Regions from separate parts of the Sus scrofa genome. Here region 2 is linked to region 1. The links are chromatin contacts, called in public Hi-C maps. All regions are on one chromosome and are shown on one strand. Each heading gives the region's core, a stretch centred on a gene start, on an enhancer-like site or on the middle of the called end of the contact. The rest is flanking DNA. Distances are from core to core; before and after follow the strand shown. Region 1 overlaps LRMDA (a long non-coding RNA gene). Region 2 overlaps LRMDA (a long non-coding RNA gene).

Region 1 (3,590 bases), core at 448-2,947:
TCACCAAAGCTGAATGCCAGCTCATTATTTTCTGGCATTCAGTAGTCCAAAAATAATGTCTGCACATTAAACAACATTCTCAAAAAGTTGGAATTGGCCAGGTACCAGGCACATCAATTACACTCCATCATCCTTAATAAGGAAGAAATATCAGATGTCCTCTTGGAGTTTTTTGAATCAGTAATGCACAGCCTTCACCTTCTCAATTTAGAATGATTTGGAAGCAAAAATGGTAGTAACAAAAAAGTATGGGAATTTTAGCTGCTTTACATGAGTCTTTTCTCCTGCTGCGTAAGGCTCAAAGGAGGTATTTTTTTTCTCCTCCCATACGGTTCATGCTTTTTCCCCCATTCCCTTTTTCTTGTTTCACAAATGAAACTACCATTTTGTTAGGTCTGAGTTTTGTTTTAAGCTGCTCTATCTGTGATGCAGGCTTTCCCCTCACAGCTGTCACAATAATTTGGGAAGTCATATTCATAACCTCCAATAGAAAAAATAATTTGAAAATGTGCCTTCTGGTGAGATCCATCAAGTTTAAGGTCACATTTTTGGTTAAAAGTCAGACAGTGATGCTATTCATTAAACTGAAAAATGACTTGTTTTCCACTAATAGGGAAATAAACTCTGGATGAATGTTAAGTCATGCTGGCACGCACTTATATAGAAAGTAAAAGGAAACACAGATATATTTAATTTGGACATGTAAAGTCAACAGAGTTTTAGGTCTTTCTTGAGACAGGGAACCAGGAAGATTGGTTGAAACAAATGTGAATCATTAGAAGTTCATTTGCCTCCTTTAGAGGATGAGAGGATTTAAAGAAGGACTCAGTGTCGCTGTGTTTTTTCAAGCACTGTTACCTATGAATAAGAACATGTAATTTATTTCGCTGATGTTCTTAGGGATTTATTTTGGGCAGTGGATCAGAACCCTGTATTTGACTCTGTGCTCAAGTAACCCGAGAGTGCACATATCCTGTTCCTATCCACACCACACAACACATGCAAAAAAACTAAGTTTATCTGGGATCTTGTAATCATGCTAGTGTCCCTGTACGTTAATCAAATAGAAACTGACAACAAAGATTCCTTGCATATTATTCAACCATACTTTTATTTTTTCCAATATAAAGAGCGAATTAATAATATAAGAGCATTAATGCTATACTCGCCTTGTTTAGGTTTCCGTTTCCCATTTATGACTTTCTATTTTTGCTAAAAAAGATCTGTAAATTTAAAAAATATGCATGTATCTCATTAAAAAAGTTTCCCCATTCTAGCAACACTCAGCAAATCTCCAAAGAATGCAAGTGTAGAACATAAATATTTTAAGGCCTCATAAAATTGTCAGTGAATATTTTTTCCCCTTAATACCATGTTTGTTTCATTCCAGTTTACTACTGCAATTTTATTTTCCAAAGTGGCTTTTAATACAATACACAATTATTTCCAACAGGGTTGGGTAGGTCACCTCATTAAGCCTGAAAAGATCGGGCCTCTTGTGATCCTCAGGAATATCCTTGCCTTTATTCCTAATTAAAACGGCCCTCCTAAACTCTCTCAAGTTTATCAATATAAATAAGTAGCTAAGGGGGAAATAATCGCAGTTGGAAAGTTAGCGGGGCAAGGTGACCTGGTCACCAGACCCGAAGCAGCACTGTGTCTGCAGTGGTGCCCTGCCACCTGTTGGCTTTGCTGACACATAACAGGGAATTGATGTCCCTCTCAGCAGTGCCTTAACCCTCTCTGACCCCCGTCCCAGTTCATCACCCTGAGAGAAAAGAAGGGGCCGTTTGAGAATTCCAGGCCTCCTGATTTCCTCCATCATTCATGTCCTTGGCCACATGTTTCTTCTGCTAATACTCAAAATTTATGGCCGAGCACATTAAGGGCAGCACAAGTCCTTCCCTTCTTCTGGATTATTTCAGAGTTTCCTGTCAAAAGGAAATCCAAGAAGATGTGTCCTCAGCGGATTGTATGTGACAGTGCCTGCTTCTATCTCAGGAATCTGAGGCATGATGGATAAACTGTCACTTTTGAAGGATGATGTTTTCTCCATATTTCCATTATGAACCAGGCTGTCATCTCCTAATAAATTTCTTGCATTGGTATCAATTTATTTTTACAAGCAGAGGGTCTGATGTACTTGGGAAAGGCACTGACAGCAGAGCTGGCCCAGCTTGACAGAGCTGGCTCCACCTCATTTTGGAAAACTGCTTTGGTTCCAAGGACAGAACTTGACCTGCAGCCCTTGGGAATAAAAAAAAAAAAAAAAAAAAAAAAAAAAAAAAACTGTGAGAGGAAGAGAGACACATGAGGCCAAGTTCCTTCTTTTAAGCCAAAATAAATCAACCCTGTAGGACTACTATGACACAATATTATTTCTAACACAACCCTACAAACCCAGATGAGGAATGCCATATGTAGTTATTTACTAAAGATAGACCATCACAATAATGCAGGGAAACTGTGGATGGATTCAGATTATAGCTAGCCTGACAATTTCACTACTTTCACCCTCAGAAGGGATCTCAGCAGCGCTTTTCTGCATGACAAGTGAGGAGCAGAGCCCATCCGTGTAATGAATAATTTGATTACTCGTGGTGTGCAGGTCCCTGTTGTAACTACTATGAAGGGTAGGAGAAGCCATAAAACATTAGCCCTATCTCTTAAGAAACTTAAATCTAACTGAAGAGGTAAGATGCTATACAAAATTAAAGTAACTCATCATGAATATTTAATGAGCAATGCTAAGATCTTTGTCTCTTACCTCACTTAATCTTTGCCTTTAATGAGAAGGGAGGTGGTAAAGCATCATAATGGTTAAGGCAGTAGCCATTGGAGACAAACTGCCTAGATTTGTGGCTCAGCTCTGCTATGTGCTAGCAACCCAAGCACCTACCTAATTTCTCTGGGTCTTAGTTTTCCTCATCTGTAAAAGAGGAATAGAATTTAGCACTGCTTCACAGAAGTGTTGTAAAAAATTGTATAGATGAATATGTGGCCCATGTTTACAAAATAAGTACAAATACTCATTAGCAATTTTTTAAACAATATCATCATCATGACTATTATCATTACTATCTAACAGTGAAGGATGGTATGGCTTTAGGAGCTGATTACCCCAGGTCATACAGCTGGATGGAGCTTGGATCTAAGTCTCTTAAGGCATTAGGGAATAGGAAAGAGGGAAGTAGAGGGTGTCCAAGTTGTAAATAAGTTGAAGACAGAATCTTTGATGCTTAATTAGTTTTTTTTCTTACTATTCTTTTCTCCATAGCCCCAAATATACCTTAGATGTCATTTAATAAGGGTTTTATGTAGTGCTGTGCTGGAAATGTTTAACAAGCAGCTCTCTGGAAAAAAAATTTACCCATGTATGTGTATACATCAGCTTAGTGTAATTTTTATGTATATAAACTATGAGTAAACATATTGTTATCAAATAAAATTAAATGTATAATCCTTTTTGTTATAAATTCTATTCAACCAACTCATTTTCACTGAATTTTTTTTGTTTTTATAATTTTGGAACCTAAGGTTGCAATTGATGAGTAAGTGTAGTTCTGATATGAACATCAACTATATTCTTT
Region 2 (3,590 bases), core at 428-2,927, 94 kb after region 1:
TAAAATGAACACATATTAAGTGCTCATTGTGTGCTGGGCATAATGTTAAGAATAAACTGATAAAAAAATGAACTTGACTTCAGTCAAGTTTACAGAAAAGATTTATATTTAACATTAACAACTTTTACCCATGGTAAGAGATTTGTAGTGGACATGCAGACTTGTGAGAACATTTCAAAGAACATGGAATCCAGTTTTAGGTAAGGATTAGGGAGGTTTTCCTGGAGAAGTTGACCTCGAAGCTGAGACCTGACAGTATATCACAATTAACCAGGGAGATATATGGGAAGAGTGTTCAGGTTAGAGGGAACAGTGCATAAGATGGCTCAGAGAAAAGATACATGGTCTGGAGAAGAAAGTGAATTTTAGTTTGGCCAGAGAATGTGGTGTGGAAGGGTAGAGGGGAAAAGGGAAGACAAAGATGTGGGTGAGGGAGCTGGTAGCAGAGGTGAGTTGGAGCGAGATCATGAAGAACTTCGTATGCCAACTTAAGGAGTGGGGACTTTGTCATAAATGCTTGGGGAAAAAAATCACTGCAGATCAGATTGGCTAATTGGAAAGATCATTCTGGTACCAGTCCTTAGAGGCAAGGAGACTATGGAGGTTCCCAGGCTAGGGATCAAATTGGAGCTACAACTGCCGGCCTACACCACAGCCACAGCAACATGGGATCCAAGCCGTGTCTGCGACCTACACCACAGCTCACAGCAATGCCAGATCCTTAACCCACTGAATGAGGCCAGGGATTGAACCCACATCCTCATGGATCCTAGTCGGGTTCGTTAACTGCTGAGCCACAAAGGGAACTCCCTGGGTTACCTTTCTTCACAATCATAATAATCGAGAGATGAAATTTTCATGTGTAGCTATCTTTTCGCTCTTGGGATTATTTTCTTAAAAAAGATTGGAAAGAAAATGCTAACTGATCTTACTGTTACATCATGTCGGGACTCCTTGAAGACTGAATTTGTTCTCATTCTCACCTGCCAAGTCATTCCAGTAACCCATGGTAGAAAGGGGTAAATGGGGACTGACTTGTGACTGGCTATCCACAGCCTATGTGGTCCAGACAAGATTTCATCCACATTTACACTTTCTCTGCATCGTTTCCCAGAAACTCAACTGCTCCACTAAACCCATTGCCAGGTTTGTGTAATTGACTTTAAAAATGCACCATAATTAGAATGATTATATACATATTACAGCTCTATTTCATGGACTTTCTGTGTTGAAAGTGTTTGCCTACAATCGACTACATCATTTCCCTAAAGGACCATTCCTATTCTACTTCAGATAAATCCTTTGCTATTTTTAAAGTGCTTCAGTTTACAAGATTACTCTTTCCTGGCCAAAATTCTATTTATGGCATAGTGCGGACCGTCCTGGGATCTCAAAGCACATTCATTGTAGTGTTGCTGATCTCCCTTTTCCAGGAGTAGAGAGCAAAGGCAGAGAGAAGTAAGATGTGAGAGTTCGGAGACAAGGACAGAGTCATGCCTCTGGCCGATTGCATGTTCCCAAAAGTGTGAACCAGGCGGCGGGGCTTTGCCCAGGCCTCCTTTGCTCTGTTGGGGCGGGCCACTTTGGAGGAATAACAAAGGTAGCCAGGGCAGAGCTCTGCCAGAGTGCAAGGCAGGGACAGTGATGGAAAGCAGATGGGGACTCTGGCCTTCACTTGGTGAGAAATCCAGTGAGGGAATGGAGAATGTTTGCAAAATCTTAGCGCTCCACTGGGACAAACGTGGTGCAGTTACAAGTCACTGGCCTCTGTTTGCCAATGGTTTAGTTTGGTTTTGATGAGACCGGATTACCCTTTGGATTTCTCTCAAAATGTTGAATGTTTCCCAAAGTTTGTTTGACTTATGGGCTGGAGGCCTGGAGTGAAAAATACAGCATTAAAGCCAGAGAAAAATAAATGAAATCTTGCCTTATTTGGGGATAATGGCTGAGTAAGGTGCTTGTGGCTGTCTAGTTTGTGGTTTATTCCTCAAATTGTATAATCCTTGGCTTGAAACAAACTTGGGTTGTTATTTTAAATTTCTTCCTGTTTCTAGGTGGAGGATGAAGGCTCTTCCTCCTTAAATGTACTTCAGGAAGATGGTGGTCTATTCAGATGTAAGGGTTCAGGAAGGAAGGCTCACACCCCATTTAGTCTCTGATTCATGGTTATAGGGTTAACCAGTCAGCCTGCTGTGGATTTTTGGAACATATCCAGCTTTAACAAAGCTCCACATTCAACTTTTTGCAGTGATCAGGGAGGGATACAGAATCAGAAGTTGTGTCCCTCCCCTGAAAACTCTGTGTTCTCTAAGTAACAAGCTGGTCTGTGATTCTATAAATGTAGGCAAGTGTTCTAACACAGGTTACAAAGCAGTGGATTAGCTGTTTGGGGAGAAAGGTGGTGGGAAATTAAAAGGCACCTCATTAGTTTAATAAGACTCTAAACCTGCATGTTTTTTATGAGTCCTTTTGACTCTTCTGTGGTACTCCTATATCCTGAAACATCGTTGTCCTATTTCCTCTGCCTGAAAACAACTTTCCCTTACTCTTCCTCCTCTCTTTCTCCCTCTCCCTCTCTCTCCCATACTCTCTCTCTCTCTCCCATTCTCTCTCTCTCTAGTTCTTTCTCTCTCTCATGCCACCTCCTTTGTTTTACTGCCAGATGTAGAAAGAGCCCTTGGGACTTGTTACATTTTTCCCTCGCTTTTGCTCCTCTCTCACCCTCCCCAACTTCTTCACTCCTCCCACACCTTATCTTCCTTCATCATCTCTCTTCTGGGCAGCAATCCAATGTCCTCTTCACAGCCTTTGCCTGCTGACTCCTTGCAATGATCACCCTGAATGCTTTCATCCCTTAGTTGTCACCTTGTTCTCTTAACTTCCTCCCATACCTCCCTCTGCCCCCTTTCTCTCCTTACTTAATTCTCCTCTTCTTCAATGTGACCTTCAAGATTCAGTCTTTGAGCCATTCTTCCTTTTTTATCAATCTCAGCCACTCTGGATCTTTTACCATCTCTTCTACGCATATCTCTCATGATTCTCTTTCCAGCTCTGACCTCTCTCTGTGAGCTCCAGAATGACCTTGCCATCTGTTTTGCAAATCCAAAAATATTATAAAGTTGAACAATTTTATGTATTGTGTGTCCTCCCACACTGGAAAGGAAGCTCTCCAAGGACATGATTATATGTCTGTATTAGTGTTACACCCTCAGGGGCTGGCACACCCTGTTGCTCAACAAATATATGTTGAACCAATCAAATGGATATTAGCTGCAACATATATTGAGCCTTTGCCTTGTAAAGAAAGTCTCTAAGCACTTTAGGTTAATGAAGTTTGAATTGATTACCTCACATAAACATGACGATATTCTGTGAGATCGGCACATCATTTGCCTAATTTTCAGAAAAATGACTAAAGCAAAAAGAAGGCAACTCTCCTAATATGATTGGTGAGAGGCAGAATGGGCTTCAAATCCAGACAGGGCAACCGAGTCCAGCTTTTAATCACCGGGTTCTGCCTGGAGGTCTGTTTCTGATCTCTGCCATTTACTAGCTATATGAACTTGGCCAAGCCTTTTAAGTTATCTGAG

Evidence for each region. A called contact is a pair of places that touch in the nucleus more often than the background predicts.
Region 2: a Hi-C map of heart right ventricle shows a contact between it and region 1, with 2.4 times the contacts expected there. The contact joins two enhancer-like sites. A contact is called at or near these places in 3 of 47 Hi-C or Micro-C datasets (embryonic fibroblasts, fetal skeletal muscle and heart right ventricle).

Annotation. Positions count from the first base shown.
Region 1 is chr14:78,812,289-78,815,878 of Sscrofa11.1, forward strand. All of the region lies in intron 5 of LRMDA (a long non-coding RNA gene), which reads left to right. Among named protein-coding and RNA genes, the nearest start is that of LRMDA, 860 kb to the left of the region's middle. Within about 2 kb of position 1,698, at least 14 of the 83 cell types and tissues checked have an H3K27ac peak or open chromatin away from gene starts, as enhancers often do.
Region 2 is chr14:78,906,529-78,910,118 of Sscrofa11.1, forward strand. All of the region lies in intron 5 of LRMDA (a long non-coding RNA gene), which reads left to right. Among named protein-coding and RNA genes, the nearest start is that of LRMDA, 950 kb to the left of the region's middle. Within about 2 kb of position 1,678, at least 15 of the 83 cell types and tissues checked have an H3K27ac peak or open chromatin away from gene starts, as enhancers often do.